2 separate regions of the Sus scrofa genome follow, and region 2 is linked to region 1. Evidence: chromatin contacts called from public Hi-C data. All regions are on one chromosome and are shown on one strand. The core of a region is the stretch at or near the end of the contact, and the rest is flanking DNA. Distances in the headings are between cores, read along the strand shown. Region 1 holds the start of NUDT6 (nucleoside diphosphate-linked moiety X motif 6). Region 2 has its middle 31 kb from the start of IL21.

Region 1 (6,571 bases), core at 3,089-5,588:
TGTAAAACATATTCAAACATATCTTTTGGAAAACTGAACACTAAACTTGCTTGTTCTCTGTGATTCCCTCTGCTGACTCATAATGCAAACTTCATCTATTTGAAAATACTGTGTTAGGAGTTCCCGTCGGGGCTCAGTGGTTAACGAATCCGACTAGAAACCATGTGGACGCACGTTCGATCCCTGGCCTTGCTCAGTGGGTTAAGGATCCGGCGTTGCTGTGAGCTGTGGTATAGGTCGCAGACGTGCCTCGGATCCTTCGGTTGCTGTGGCTCTGGCGTAGGCCAGCGGCTGCAGCTCCGATTCGACCCCTAGCCTAGGAATCTCCATATGCCACAGGAGCAGCCCTAGAAAAAGGCAAACAAACAAACAAACAAGCAAAAAATACTGTGTTAGAGTTCCCAGGAGAAGAATAATTTAATCAAATTGTTCATTCTATGTAACATCACTCAGCTGTAAAAAGAAATTGGGTGAATCTCTAAGTTATTTCTGTTTATCATTAGTTTGAACTGACCTGCAACTCCCACTTGATGTGTAGCATATCCTGGTAACCTGCTGGGCCCTTTTCCCAGCCACAGGGTCAGGGTAGATGAATCTGATTCTGCGTGGTGAAAGCAGAAGCCCAGGGAAGCGGCAGGGGCAATAAATCGGCTTTGGAAGATGGGAATGTGCAGCCATACCGCTACCCTACCTTCCGATCTCCATTTCTGTATTGCAGCTAAAACACAGAAGATAAACATCTGTAAATATTTTCCAGTGAGAGGAGATTAAGACTTATCTTCCTCCTCTAGGAAGCCATCTTTAAGCTCCATTTCCCTTATTAATTAACTCTTTTGGGGCTGGGGATATCCCCCATGTTTTATAATATTTAGTATTTTGTTCATTTGTTTCTCCACCAGACTGAATTCCTTGAAAATAAAGTTAATATACTGATGATCTTCATATTCACATCATCTGACACAATACTTGGCACATAATTGGTACTAACTGTAGAATGAACAAACGGATTTAAATAAAATACCAGTTCAATGCTGTTCCTTTTAATAATCTTAGTTTTAATCTTTACAAATGACTTATGTGCGTCTCTTTATTTTTCTTTTAAAAGTCCTGTCATTCACATATATGCATGCGTGTGTGTATGCATACACATTTATTTTCTTTTATATATTTCAAGATGGTTAAAAATATACCTTTGTTTTTAAACAATGTATGGTAGTTCAAGAAAATTTTGAAAGTAAAGTATAATGAGTAAATCAAAATTTCACATTAGGACACAGTAATAAAATTTAAAATTTTGATGTTTTTCCATAAATATAATTTTGGAATTGAAATAAGTCCAAATAAATCATATTGTATTTAATTTACATATTATATTGTAAACATTTTGCTGTCATTAAAATTCTTAATGAACATTTTTAATGACTGCATAATATTCCTTATATAGATATACCATAATTTAACCAACCTCCTACCCTTGGATATTTAGACTGTTCCTAATTTTTATTTATCATAAATAATACCATGATGAACATGAAGCAGACTTTCTGTCTTTGACTTTAAATTCTCTTACTCTGTCAATTAAGATTGAGCCAGGGAAAAAGGATGCCAGTATTTATCTGACCCTTACTAAATTCCAGGCATTTTAGATACACTAGTTCATTAAATTATCACAATAAAAAAGGGCAAGTATTATCATCTAATTTATAGGTGAAGAAATGAATACTTCACAGTTTTAGAAAAACTTGTCAGACCACTGTCTCTATCTACCATCTCACTTAATCTTAACAATAACCCTAAAAAGTATGTGTAGAGAGATGGGGAAAGATTTGATTATTTACTTATTAGATTCCTTTCTCTTGTCTTTTACATCCTCTGCAGTAAGCACCTTCCCCGTTAAGGACCATGTTTCTCTACCTGACAAGTCGGTGTGCCTAACACAGTGACAGACAAGTTGGGAGCTTAATTTAACAGACTTCTTAATTTGGGCCTATGGCATCTCCTCAGATCCTTCTCACCTGGATCTTTCTCTGATCAAATCTGTTTTAAAATTGACATAGAATTACATAAAGTGAAATGGACAAGTCTTAAGCGAACATCTGATGAGTTTTGACATATGCATACACCTCTGCGACCCACACTCATGATTACAGAGTATCTCTATTATTCCAGAGAGTTGCTATGTCCTCCTTCCCAATCATGACAATCAAAAAACCTGAAGTTCTGAACCTACAGTCACTTTTTTACTGTTTTTTAACTTTACACTGATTGACTCCATCCACTCCCACTTCTTCAGTTAACAACTATTCAAGGATGTTTGCCCAATCCTGACTTCACTGAACACTGATTTTTCTGCTCTCCAGCTGCCCTCAGACATTTCTTGAAGGCTGCCATTGCAAACTTCATGCCTATGTTCAAGACTGACTCCTACACACTCCACCCCAACCTCATTTTATTTATAGGCATATTTCTGGCACCAATGCTTCAAGTCTCAGAATCATTCTTTTAATTCATTTTCTTTCTCTGATAAACTTCTAATACTTTTTCCTTCTCTATCCCTCACTTCTTTGATAAGCTTTCCTTACATGCTCTCCACAGAGAACCTAAGGATTCTGCTCTAGATTTACTAGAGCTTATTATACATTGCCTAATGATATCTCTTGTTATCTATTTCTAATCCTAATTAATATTTTGTGTATTTGCAATCCTGAAGGTTAACATAAGATTACACACTGGGGCTCAATTCATATTTATTAATGACTGGGTTTGTTTAAAGCCACACAGCTAATGAGTGACATAGCAAGTAGAACCAAGGTTATTTCCTCACTTATGCAGATATATATGAAGCTCAACAACATATTACCTGTTCATTCATCTAACTTTACAGTTATCAATAACAGGAACAATAAAGCAACAGACTTCATGTGTAAAGGTACTTAACTCTTGCTAATACATTATATACAATCAGTCCAATTTACTCGAATAGATTTGGATTTAATGGGCTTTCTTCTCAGGTTATTTTAGTTTATTTTTATAGGCAATATGATTAGGTTTTGTTTGACTCAATGACAACTAGCAATGGCACTTAACGGTGCTGTAAGAACACATTCTAGAGCCAGGGAAGTTAATCTGTCTCAGTACCATCATCCCTGAAATGAGGATAATAGTACATACCACACAAGTTGTTATGAGAATTAAATGAATCTGTATTCATGAAGTTTTAAAAAGTGTCTAGCACTTAGTGCAATTGCATTAAAAAGTTACAAAAAGCATATGGTACTTCAAAGTTTATAAATTAGTTTCATGTAATTTATCTCTGATCACATCTATCCAGTAAAGTAATTAGAGCTAGCATTATTCACATAAGCAACCTAAGATAAAAATATTTTCAGTGGTGATTTGCCTAATGGCTGGCTAGCTGTGTGGCAGAATCTGGGACTTGAAACTTGGGTGTGGGACTCCAAACCCAACCCACTTTCTGCTTTACCTTCCTGAGATAGTGCTTTGATCACTTGTTTGGCCACTTACGAGTAACAAGTGTGTGCAATAAACACCTGTGTCTACCCACACATATGACACACATTAGAGGATGAACACCGATTTGATCTGCTGGAGTTAGCAACTGTCCCAAGTAGGAGAGAAAACAGGTGAAGAGATAAGTAGCTTGGAAATGAGGATGCTTAAAGATTAACTAGCTCTACTCTATTACCATAGATGCTCACTTGCCATATGCTGCACAGAATAAAGATTATTTGAAGTTTCCTCTTAGTGTGAGAGGATATTTTTCCATGGCTAAATATCCTTTCTCTGCTTTCAATTTGATTATGAAGACCCTCAAGGGCAGTTTGAAAAACAGGTTGCTCCACCAAATCGAGGGCTCTCAAAGTGAAGGTTCCTCTTCACAAGCTTTCTTTTTTTTAATCATTGAATTCAAGGTTCAAAGAGAATAAAGAGAATGGTGAGCTTTGTTCCTGAAGACTGAAACCATTCACCAATCTCCCCCGCTAATTATAAAGGGAGTGTTGCTTTCTAAGTAGAAGAAACTCTCTAGTTCTGGGCACCAGAGCTCCTGATCCCACTTGTGAACAAATACGACCACTCGGAGCCTCTTCGGCCCACTTACGGTCCACCACCTGTATCAGAAAACGCGATAGGGTGTTTTTTTGTTTGTTTTGCCTTGGGCAAAGTGCCGGGCAGAACCAAGTCTCAGTAAACGGCAGTAAATAATTATGAAATAATATTAACAAACGCGGAGCAGTAAGTACGCGGCAGCTATAACGCTAAGCACTTAATAAGCATTGTCCAACTTACCCCTTAACAATCCCATGAGTTCCTGTTACCTGGTTTTACAGATGAAAAAAAGGTGATTTACAAAACTTGCCCAAGATCACACACTAGAAAGAGGACCAGAAAGTAGGGCTGCAGACCTAAAGTTTGAGCTCGTCACCATTTCCCCAACAGCCTCGGAAACCTCCCAGCCAAGGGCACGAGAACGAAAGGCAGAAAACGGGTGCGGGTCACACACGCCCTCTCTCCTTCCCTCCAGAGCGACTCGGGAGTGGGAACCCCAGTTACTTGGTTAGAAAGGTCGGGAGCCCGGGGAGCCTTGATCCAAGCGCACTTGCCCTGCAAAGCTCTCTGGAAGGCGACGGTGTCCAGGCGGTCCAGAGCGTCTAGTTTCACCGAGACGCCCCCGAATCTGTCCAGCTCACCCCTCAGCTCGCCAGCTACGGAAGGGGGGTCCCGAGAGCAACCCAGGAAACTCGAGGCCCCACGGAGCCCTGCATAAAGCATTGCGTGGCGCACCCGAGCCAGCCCAGTGAACCAGCAGCGGCCGCTCCGCAGCGGCGGCATTTCCACGCAGGCTCTCGTGGCCTCAAGCCTCAGCTTCCAAATTACCCAGCGGGTTTGCCTTAGAACGAAGAATGCTACCGTAAGTTTTAGAAGAGTACCACCCACCCTATCTCAGGGTTGAGCAGGCATTACCGCTTTGCAGCTCTAGGTAGAGGAAACGGCAGTCCTGTTGACTGACTCCTCTCAGAAGTTTGCCTGGCTCCCGCCAAGCGGGGAGAAACTCCCACAGCTTTCCACCCTCCCGGAGTTACCCCCACCCATTTTAATATTAAAGGGACGTTTGTTCAGGGATGGAAAATGCGGTGGAGATAAGAAAAATTCCTGTTTTTCAGGAATTTACAATCTAAAGGACAGTTCTGTCCACCTACTCCTTGGCAGAAGTCAGAACCTCTTCAACGAAGGATCCTCGGTTCTCCCGCTCCTCCTGCGCTCCACTCCGGGGATTACGGCGCGGAACAGAGCCTCGCTGGCTTCTGCCCCGGAAGTTTTTCTCTCAGTGAAGCGCGCACGTTGAGCCGGCTTCACCGCTGCTTCTCTCAGGCAGCCTTGAGATCATGTCTTCCAAGAAGAACAGAAAACGCCTGAACCAAAGCACCGAGAATAGTTCGCCCTCGGCCTCCGCTGCTTCCTTTCCTGAGGGGGCCACAGCTTCAGCCGTGGCGGCCGGGACTTTGGTGGTGATCAACTTCCTAGAAAAGGGTAAAGAGTTCTGAGAGGGAGGTCCGAGGCCGAGGGGGTGCTGCCTGAGAGGACGAAAACCTAGCGGTTCTACCTTGAGGGGAAGAGGTTTTTAAAAAGTTGGTCGAGGCAGCGATATGAGCGCGGCACAGAAGTCCTAAAACACCTGAAGCTGCGCCTGCATTGGAAACGTGAGGCAGAAATGACTTAACCATGGCAAGTCAAGCTGCATTTTTTGAATTTCTAAGTTTCACTTGAAACAGCCTAGGCTTGTTTAAGATTAACGGCATATGTAAGTGTAAAATCGCTCATATCAAGCGAGCTTTGTATACAATCACCCAGTTCGGTGACCATGTGGACCCGTCCTTCTTGAGAGAGAGGTCGATGTGCCTTTAAGATTGATAAGTGGCTTTTCCCCTGTTACACCAGTTCTGGTATTTAATAACAGCTGTTAATTGTACACTGGCGTTAGCAGTAGGTTGCGCATTTCACTTACGTGTCTCATTTACTCTTCTCAGAGCTTGGGAGATGGTATTGTGTTCTGCCCATTTTACAGAGGAAGAAAAGTTAACGTGACCGCCCCAGGTTACACAGCCTACTAAATAAATAACAAAGGTTTATTTGAGGCCAGAAGTATTTGACTCTAAAGCCATTGCTTTAGATCAGGGCAACCTTGACTTGAGAGAACGGATTTAACCGAAACGCATTTAGTTGGTAAAGCTTCTAACAGTCTTGATGTTTTGTGGTTTTTAAAAATGGTTCAGATTAACCTAGCGGCAAGATTTTTATTTCTCTATTGCAGACCCTAAAGACTATCTTCAAGTTAACATTGCGTTTTCAGTCTCTTTTGGGGATCAGAGGGCAACTAGTTGGGTCTTGCTGTCTTGCACAATCTCTTTTTCTTTCTTTCTTTTTTTTTTTGCTTTTTATGGCCGAACTCTGGGCATATGGAGGTTCCCAGGCTAGGGGGTCCAGTCGGAGCCACAGCTGCTGCTCTTCTCTCACTCCTCAGCCTCTTCCTATTTGACATCCACCCTATTAT
Region 2 (6,936 bases), core at 1,618-4,117, 320 kb before region 1:
CGGTCCCAGGAAGATGGCTAAGGATTCAGACAAGTCCTGCCTCCCTTTGCTCCAGTGAGCAAGCTACTCCAGTCCTTTTCTCAGCCTTTTCCTGCATGTGATAAATCAAATCCACATGATGACATCTCTCCTGAGCAGGAAGGGACCACAGTTTATTGTAAGGTCCCTAAATTCCAGGCATTCTGTCAGATACACAGATATCCTCCACTGATGAACTGGGTATTAGTAGACAAAGTAACTGGCCCCAACTTGGCATGGACATAACTCAAATTCAGTTCTCTGATTCCAAAACCCATATTATTTCCATGGATTCTTTAGTGTCTGCTTTTGTACATTTGTGTGTTCACCAAGATATAGATCCCTGCATTAGTGTAAATTAGTTTGCGCCCCCCAAATTTGCACTTAATTTGTCTTCCTTACCAGAGGCCTAGAGTGGGTGCATTTTTCTCATGTTTTAGCCATTTTTCTTTTCTTTCTTTCTTTTTTTTTTTTTTTGTTTTTGCTTTTGTTTTCGTTTTGCTTTTAGGGCAACATCCATGGCATATGGGAAGTTCCCAGGATAGGGGAGCTAGAGCTGTTGGCCACAGCCACAGCCACAGCAACACCAGATCCAAGCCACGTCTGCACAGCTCACGGCAACACCAGATCCTTAAAGCACTGAGCGAGGCCAGGGATTGAATCTGCATCCTTATAGTTACTGGTTAGGTTTGTAACCTGCAGAGCCTCAATGGGAACTCCTGTCCTAGCCTTCTTTAACTGGCTATACACATGCACACTCATCCACCCATCCATCCTTGCATATAGCACCTCTATTCATTCATTCTTCCATCTAGTATTTGTTAAGAGCAACATTGTTTTTGTTTGTTTATTGTATCGAAGTATAATTGATTTACAATGTTGTGTTAATTTCTGCAGTATAACAAAGTGATTCAAAAAAATATATATATATAAAACACATTCTTTTCATATTCTTTTCCGTTATGGTTTAATCATAGGATTTTGAATATAGTTCCCTGTGCTGTGTGGTAGGACTCTGTTGTTTATTCATTCCGTATATAATAGTGTGTACCTGCTGAACCAAACTCCCAACCCATCCCTCCCCCTGCCTCCTCTCCTTGGCAACCACAAGTCTGTTCTCTATGTCTATGAGTCTGTTTCTATTTTGTAGGTAAGTTCCTTTGTGTCATATTTTAGATACCATATGTAAGTTATATCATATGCCATTTGTCTTTCTGAGTTACTTCACTTAGTACAGTAATCGCTTGGTCCATCCATGTTGCTACAAATGGCATTATGTCATTCTTTTTTATGGCAAATATTCCATTACACATACATATACCACATCTTCTTTATCCATTTGTCTGTCACTGAACATTTAGGTTGCTTCTATGTCTTGACTATTGTTGATAGTGCTGCTGTGAACATAGGGGTACATTTATCTTTTTGAATGAAAGTTTTGTCTGGGTATATGCCCAGTAGTGGGATTGCTGGATCATGTGGTAACTCTAGTCTTTTGAAGAACCTCCCTACTATTTTTCCATAGTAGGTAGACCAACTTACATTTAATGATTTACCTTTAATGATGGCCATTTTGATCAGTGTGAGATGGTACCTCGTTGTAGCATTTCTCTAATAATTAGTGGTGTTGAGCATCTTTTCATGAAGCGTGACATAGTTTAATTGAGGGTTATGATCTGTAGAACCAAATTGGCCAGGTGTAAATCTGTGCTCCACTGATTACCAACTATGAGGCCATGGACTGTTCCCTTAAATCCCTTGTTCCTGTGTTTTCTGTAAAATGGGGATAATAACAGCACTTACCTCATAATGTTGTCGTAAACATTAAATGAGTGAATCAGTGTGACGTAGTTAGAGTAGTGCCTGAGTGTGATAAGTTCATCTCTATCATGATTAATACCATGCTCCAGGCGCTGGACTAGATGCTGAAATTTCAAAGTGGAACAAAACAGGGTTTCTGCCTTCAAGAGCTTATGGTTTAGAGGAAGAGACAGATATACCTGTGACGGTAAGCGCAGAGTGCTGTGGGGGGGGGCAGTACTGAGAGCATGGGGGTCAAGGAGGCTTCCCAAGGAAGAGACTGTTTAATCTGATTGGAACTAGCCTGTGATGGGAAGGGCAGGGACAGAGACCTGGAAGCAAGGGTGTGTGGTGAGTTTGAAGCCCCAGGATGGTTCTGAATGACTGCAATACAGAATGTCTGGGGGGCAGGAGGGGGAGGAGAGATGGAACTAGAGAGATGAGATCATCTGCCTCTTGTTCTTTGGCAACTTTTATAAACGTCTCCTACATTTAGTGGAATACACCCCTCTCCTTTTACCTGCATTTAAAGCTTTCTATTATAATTATAACTGCCCTTAGTTACTAACAAGGCATCTGACCTAAAAGATAAGATTGGGGGTTGTTTTGTTTTGTTTTTTGGGGTTTTTTTAAGGCTGCACCCACGGCATATGGGAGTTCCCAGGCTAGGGGTCAGATTGGAACTGTAGCCTACACCACAGCTCACGGCAACACCAGATCCTTAACCCACTGAGTGAGGCCAGGGATCGAACTTGCATCTCATGATACTAGCCACAGCAGGAACTCCAAGGTTGAGGGTTGTGGGTGAAAACTCTCCTTGCATTATCCTTGCTTTTTCTGGAATAGAATGACCAAGTATTTCACCTGTGTCTGTGTCTGGAAACTTCACCATATTTAGATTCTCAGACTGTGGAAGTGGGATCCAGAGTGTCCCCAGCTTTGGGAAAAACTGACTTTCCCAGCCATCTGGGTTTGGCAGACTCTTCTGGTTGGACCAACTGCCTCCCAGCTCAGAGAGTGGGGCCATAGCCACGGCCCACACCCTGGCCTTCAGCGGAAATCACAGAGTATTGGTGGGGTGGGCTGACCAGCCTAGGTGGGCAGGTTTATTTTAAAGTTCTTATGTTTTCCTTCTCAAAAATAGTTACGTTCCAAGGATAGAACTTGAGTGCTGCAACTCCCACGGATGAGGAGTTTTATGACTGTCTTGACTATTCTCAAGAACTACTCACCTTGTTTCTTTGTTTACCTTTAAAGTATCAAGTATTAAAGTGTTTTCTGATCAGTCAGATTTAACTAATGCCTCATTCATTCTTATTCATTATTCCTCACAAAAATCGTGCATTCTTATTTTTTGTCTTCAATCAGTGCATTCCATAAGTTTTTATGAAATATGTATCTTTGTACCAAAAAAGTCTTACTCTATTTTGAGATTCCCTTTGAGAGTAAAGGAAAGATGCTCACTGAGCTGATTGCTATTTTCCAAAGAAGGTTCAAACTCTATTACCTATATTTATCTTCAAAGGGATTTCTGTAGGTCTGTCATAACACCCTCTGTGTTTTTCTGTTGGCTTCTGCTTACTTTCTGTTATTTTAGTGTAACATCCTTCATAGGGTATTTTTGGCAACAGACCTTGCCTGAATCGGTCTCCTTTTCATTTGTGAGGCAAATTAGTGATTCATCTTTAGTACAGAGAGACTTTCACAACCATGGCCGTACTGTTTTGTTTCACTGGAGTTTGAGTTAGGGAGACAGATGGAGGAAGTTGTCTCAACAGGTTTTCAACTTTCCAATTAGTTCTGCACATTTGCTCCTGTCAACACCACCAGGAAGAGTGTGAGTGCAAGTTAAGATCTCCTTGGACTGCTTTTGACACCATCCCTGCTGGGAAGGTGGGTGGGATGGGTAGAGGGCAAAAGGCTGGGAGTTGAAGCTGCGAGTGCATTAAAGAGTAATAAAATCACGTGTCTTCCAGCGTGCTATTCTGAGAAGAGCTGAGCATCATCTATTATTGTATTCTTGCCAAAACATTAATCTGAATCTAACAGTGAGGAAACAACTAGGTACATTGAAATTGAGATATTTTGCAATACACTTGGCTAGGGCTCTTCAAAAACATCAGTTTAATTTTTTTTAAAGCAAAAGATTGGAGAATTATCCTATATTGGCTCTCTAAATGTGGTCCCAAGGCCAACAGTATCAGCATCACCTACAGCCTATTGGAAATGCAGATTCTTAGATCCACCCTAGACTCAGAATCCACATTTTAACAGAGTCCCTGGGTAATTTCTGTGCACATTTAATTTTGAGGGAATCTGATCACATTCAAATTTCCCCACTCATCCCATCCCAGTAACGGCCCATTCTAGCCGTCCCCCACCCTATCTCCACCCCAAATTTAAATGTAGTCAAGTATCACACATTGCATTCGGTTGTCAAGTCCCTTCAGTCTCTTTAAGTCTAGACCCTTGGCTCTCAAATTTTATCAGGAATCAGAATCACTTTGAGGTTTTGTTAAAACACAAATTCCCCCTTTCCCAATGCACACACTGTATGAGAGTTCCTAGAGGTGAAATCAGATGCTGCTGGACCTTGAACCACACTTTGAGTAGCATGATATTAAATAACAGTATTAGTTGAGTTTTTTAAGTTTTTAAGTTTGATAATCATATTTGTATAGGAAAAAGCCTTTTGTTTTGGAGAGTTTTTTTTTTTTTTTTTTTTGTCTTTTTGCCATTTCTAGGGCCACTTCTACAGCATATGGAGGTTCCCAGGCTAGGGTCTAATCGGAGCAACAGCTGCCAGCCTACACCACAGCCACGGCAACTCGGGATCTGAGCCGCATGTGCAACCTACACCACAGCTCACGCAATGCCGGATCCTTAGCCCACTGAGCAAGGTCAGGGATCGAACTTCATGGTTCCTAGTCAGATTGGTTAACCACTGAGCTACGACAGGAACTCCCCAGGTTTTGGAGAGTCTGATGGGCTGTTTAGAGAAGAAGCATTATGATATCTACAAGTAACTCTCACATGATTCAGTAAAATAAATACTTGGCTAAAGGATGGATGAACATGGATAATGGATAGAGGGACGAATGGATAGAGCAAACTGTTAATAATCAGTGAACATAGATGAACAATGAACATAATGAACAAAATAAATAGTGAAGTAACATAAACAAACATACTTCGGGAGGGAAACTAGAGCCTTGCAAATTAGACTGACAAGAGACAGATTTACAGAATAAAAGGCAAGCAAATTTTATCGTATATTAATTTTTTATGACACATAGAGATCTTCCTAGAAAAGAAGTGAGGACCCAAATAAGTGGATAGTCCTGAGAGCTTATATACCAATTTTAATAAAGAATAGTAAATTATGGATTGTGGCAAGTCAAAGGAAAAGGGTTTGGGGCTTTCAAGTATGAAAAATTCTGGGAAGATAAATATAAGGGGGCAGTATTAAGAGATAAGTACTATCATAGCAAAGTTTATTCATGCAGGTGCATTTCAATACCAATGTTCCACCTTCTTCAGGGCCATAAAAGTTCTCTGGGATAGAAGATTTATGGCAGTCTTTATTTCTTAGGAGTTTCTGCTTTCAGTCCAATAAGGGGAGATCTGGGATAGCTTCCTTCTACAGCTGTTGAATCTCAACTGTCTTCTGTTCAAAATAATGTTTTTGCCAAAATGGATAATGAGTTCAGGACATACTACCTCAGAATATGGCACCTTGACACAAGATAAAGGAATTTGAGAAAATGGCAGGTGCAGGAAGGACTCTTTTACCTCTCTTGTCTCCCCTAAAGCAGGTTTTGAGACCCTCAGGTAAGCCACCCTCCCTCTATTTGGAGAAGAGGAATATCCTTATCACTGAAGACAGGCATGCCAAGAGGAATCCAAATCAGCAGGCCTTGCTAAGTTTCCCCCAGGTTCCTACCCTTAGCTTTTTTTTTTTTTCTTTTGTCCCACATTTTCCCATGACTTCCCACTTCATCAAACCTAGTATAAAAATGATCAGGCTTAACTACTTCTTCGGATCTTCATTTCCTTACAAAGGCTCCCATGTTACGTAAAAATTATGTTACATAAGTTTATACAATATTCTTTTCTCTTGTCAGGCTGTCTTTTGTCATTCTAATTTACAGGGTCCTAGCCAGTAAACCTGTGAAGGAGAGGGAAAAGCACATTTTTTTTCCTCTCCTACAGTGGCCTATTTTGGGGTGGCACAGTCTGATCTCCTTCAAAACAAACAAAGTCTCTACCTAGCAATTACAGCTTTTATTGTCCCTGTTAACAATATACCAGTGTGGAATGTGGAAAGAGCAGTCTTTGGGTGGATCTAATGTGCATCTCCAAGGCTGCTGGATGAGCAGAGTATGATGCATGGCTCTATAACTGGCCCTCATGATTTTAACCTGAAAAGCTGAGTGAGAGAAGGTCTCATAGGTACTCGTGTTTCATGCCATCGTGACCAAAGGGATGGTGACCATTTGAATTGATTTCTTTTCATTGTCTTCAGCCAGCATCATTTATAATTTCTATGTGTTACTGAACCAAACTCAGTGTGCCTGCCAGTGTGCAATAAAGCCAATCTACTACATTGAGTTGTGGTAAAGGGAAGTGCAGCATTTATTGCAGGTACCAGGCAGGGAGTCTAGGCAGGTAATGCTAAAAAAACCTCTAACTCCCTGATGACTTTCAGGGAAAGGTTTAGAAACACAGGGAATGGGAGGGAGGTTGTAAGGTCCATGATCAGCTTGTGACACACTTCTAATTGGTTGGTGGTGAGGTAACATTATCAACCCTCTGATTCCAACCCATCTGTCTGGGGTCTCTGTGCAAATGAGCGGCATACAGTTAACTTCTTCCACCTGGTGGAGGTTCCAGTATCTGCAAAATAGCACAAAAGACATGGCTCAGAATATTATCTATAGCCTTAGAAAGGGAACTAAAGTCCTTGATTTTGATTAATGGCTAAACTATAATTTGTCTTGCTTCACTGTTTTCCTTTGTTTCTGCGTTTTTTCTTCTCTGATTAAATTCACTCTTTGGAATTTGGAGAAGTAAATTTTTCTACAAACCAGAGGCAGGCAGAGGACATGAGCCCAGGGG

What was found. A called contact is a pair of places that touch in the nucleus more often than the background predicts.
Region 2: a contact with region 1 is called in a Hi-C map of omental adipose tissue, with 1.6 times the contacts expected there. The contact joins the enhancer-like site here to the promoter of NUDT6 in region 1. A contact is called at or near these places in 4 of 47 Hi-C or Micro-C datasets (alveolar macrophages, embryonic fibroblasts, omental adipose tissue and 1 more).

The regions. Positions count from the first base shown.
Region 1 is chr8:101,239,934-101,246,504 of Sscrofa11.1, reverse strand. NUDT6 (nucleoside diphosphate-linked moiety X motif 6) reads right to left here and starts at 4,338. Exons shown (of 8, transcript XR_002346434.1): 1 at 4,309-4,338; 2 at 515-718. SPATA5 (spermatogenesis associated 5) reads left to right here and starts at 5,406. Exons shown (of 17, transcript NM_001177913.1): 1 at 5,406-5,550. The coding sequence starts at 5,406.
Region 2 is chr8:101,560,187-101,567,122 of Sscrofa11.1, reverse strand. No RefSeq gene overlaps it. Among named protein-coding and RNA genes, the nearest start is that of IL21, 31 kb to the right of the region's middle. Within about 2 kb of position 2,867, at least 1 of the 83 cell types and tissues checked has an H3K27ac peak or open chromatin away from gene starts, as enhancers often do. A contact at or near this core is called in omental adipose tissue, where this site is marked.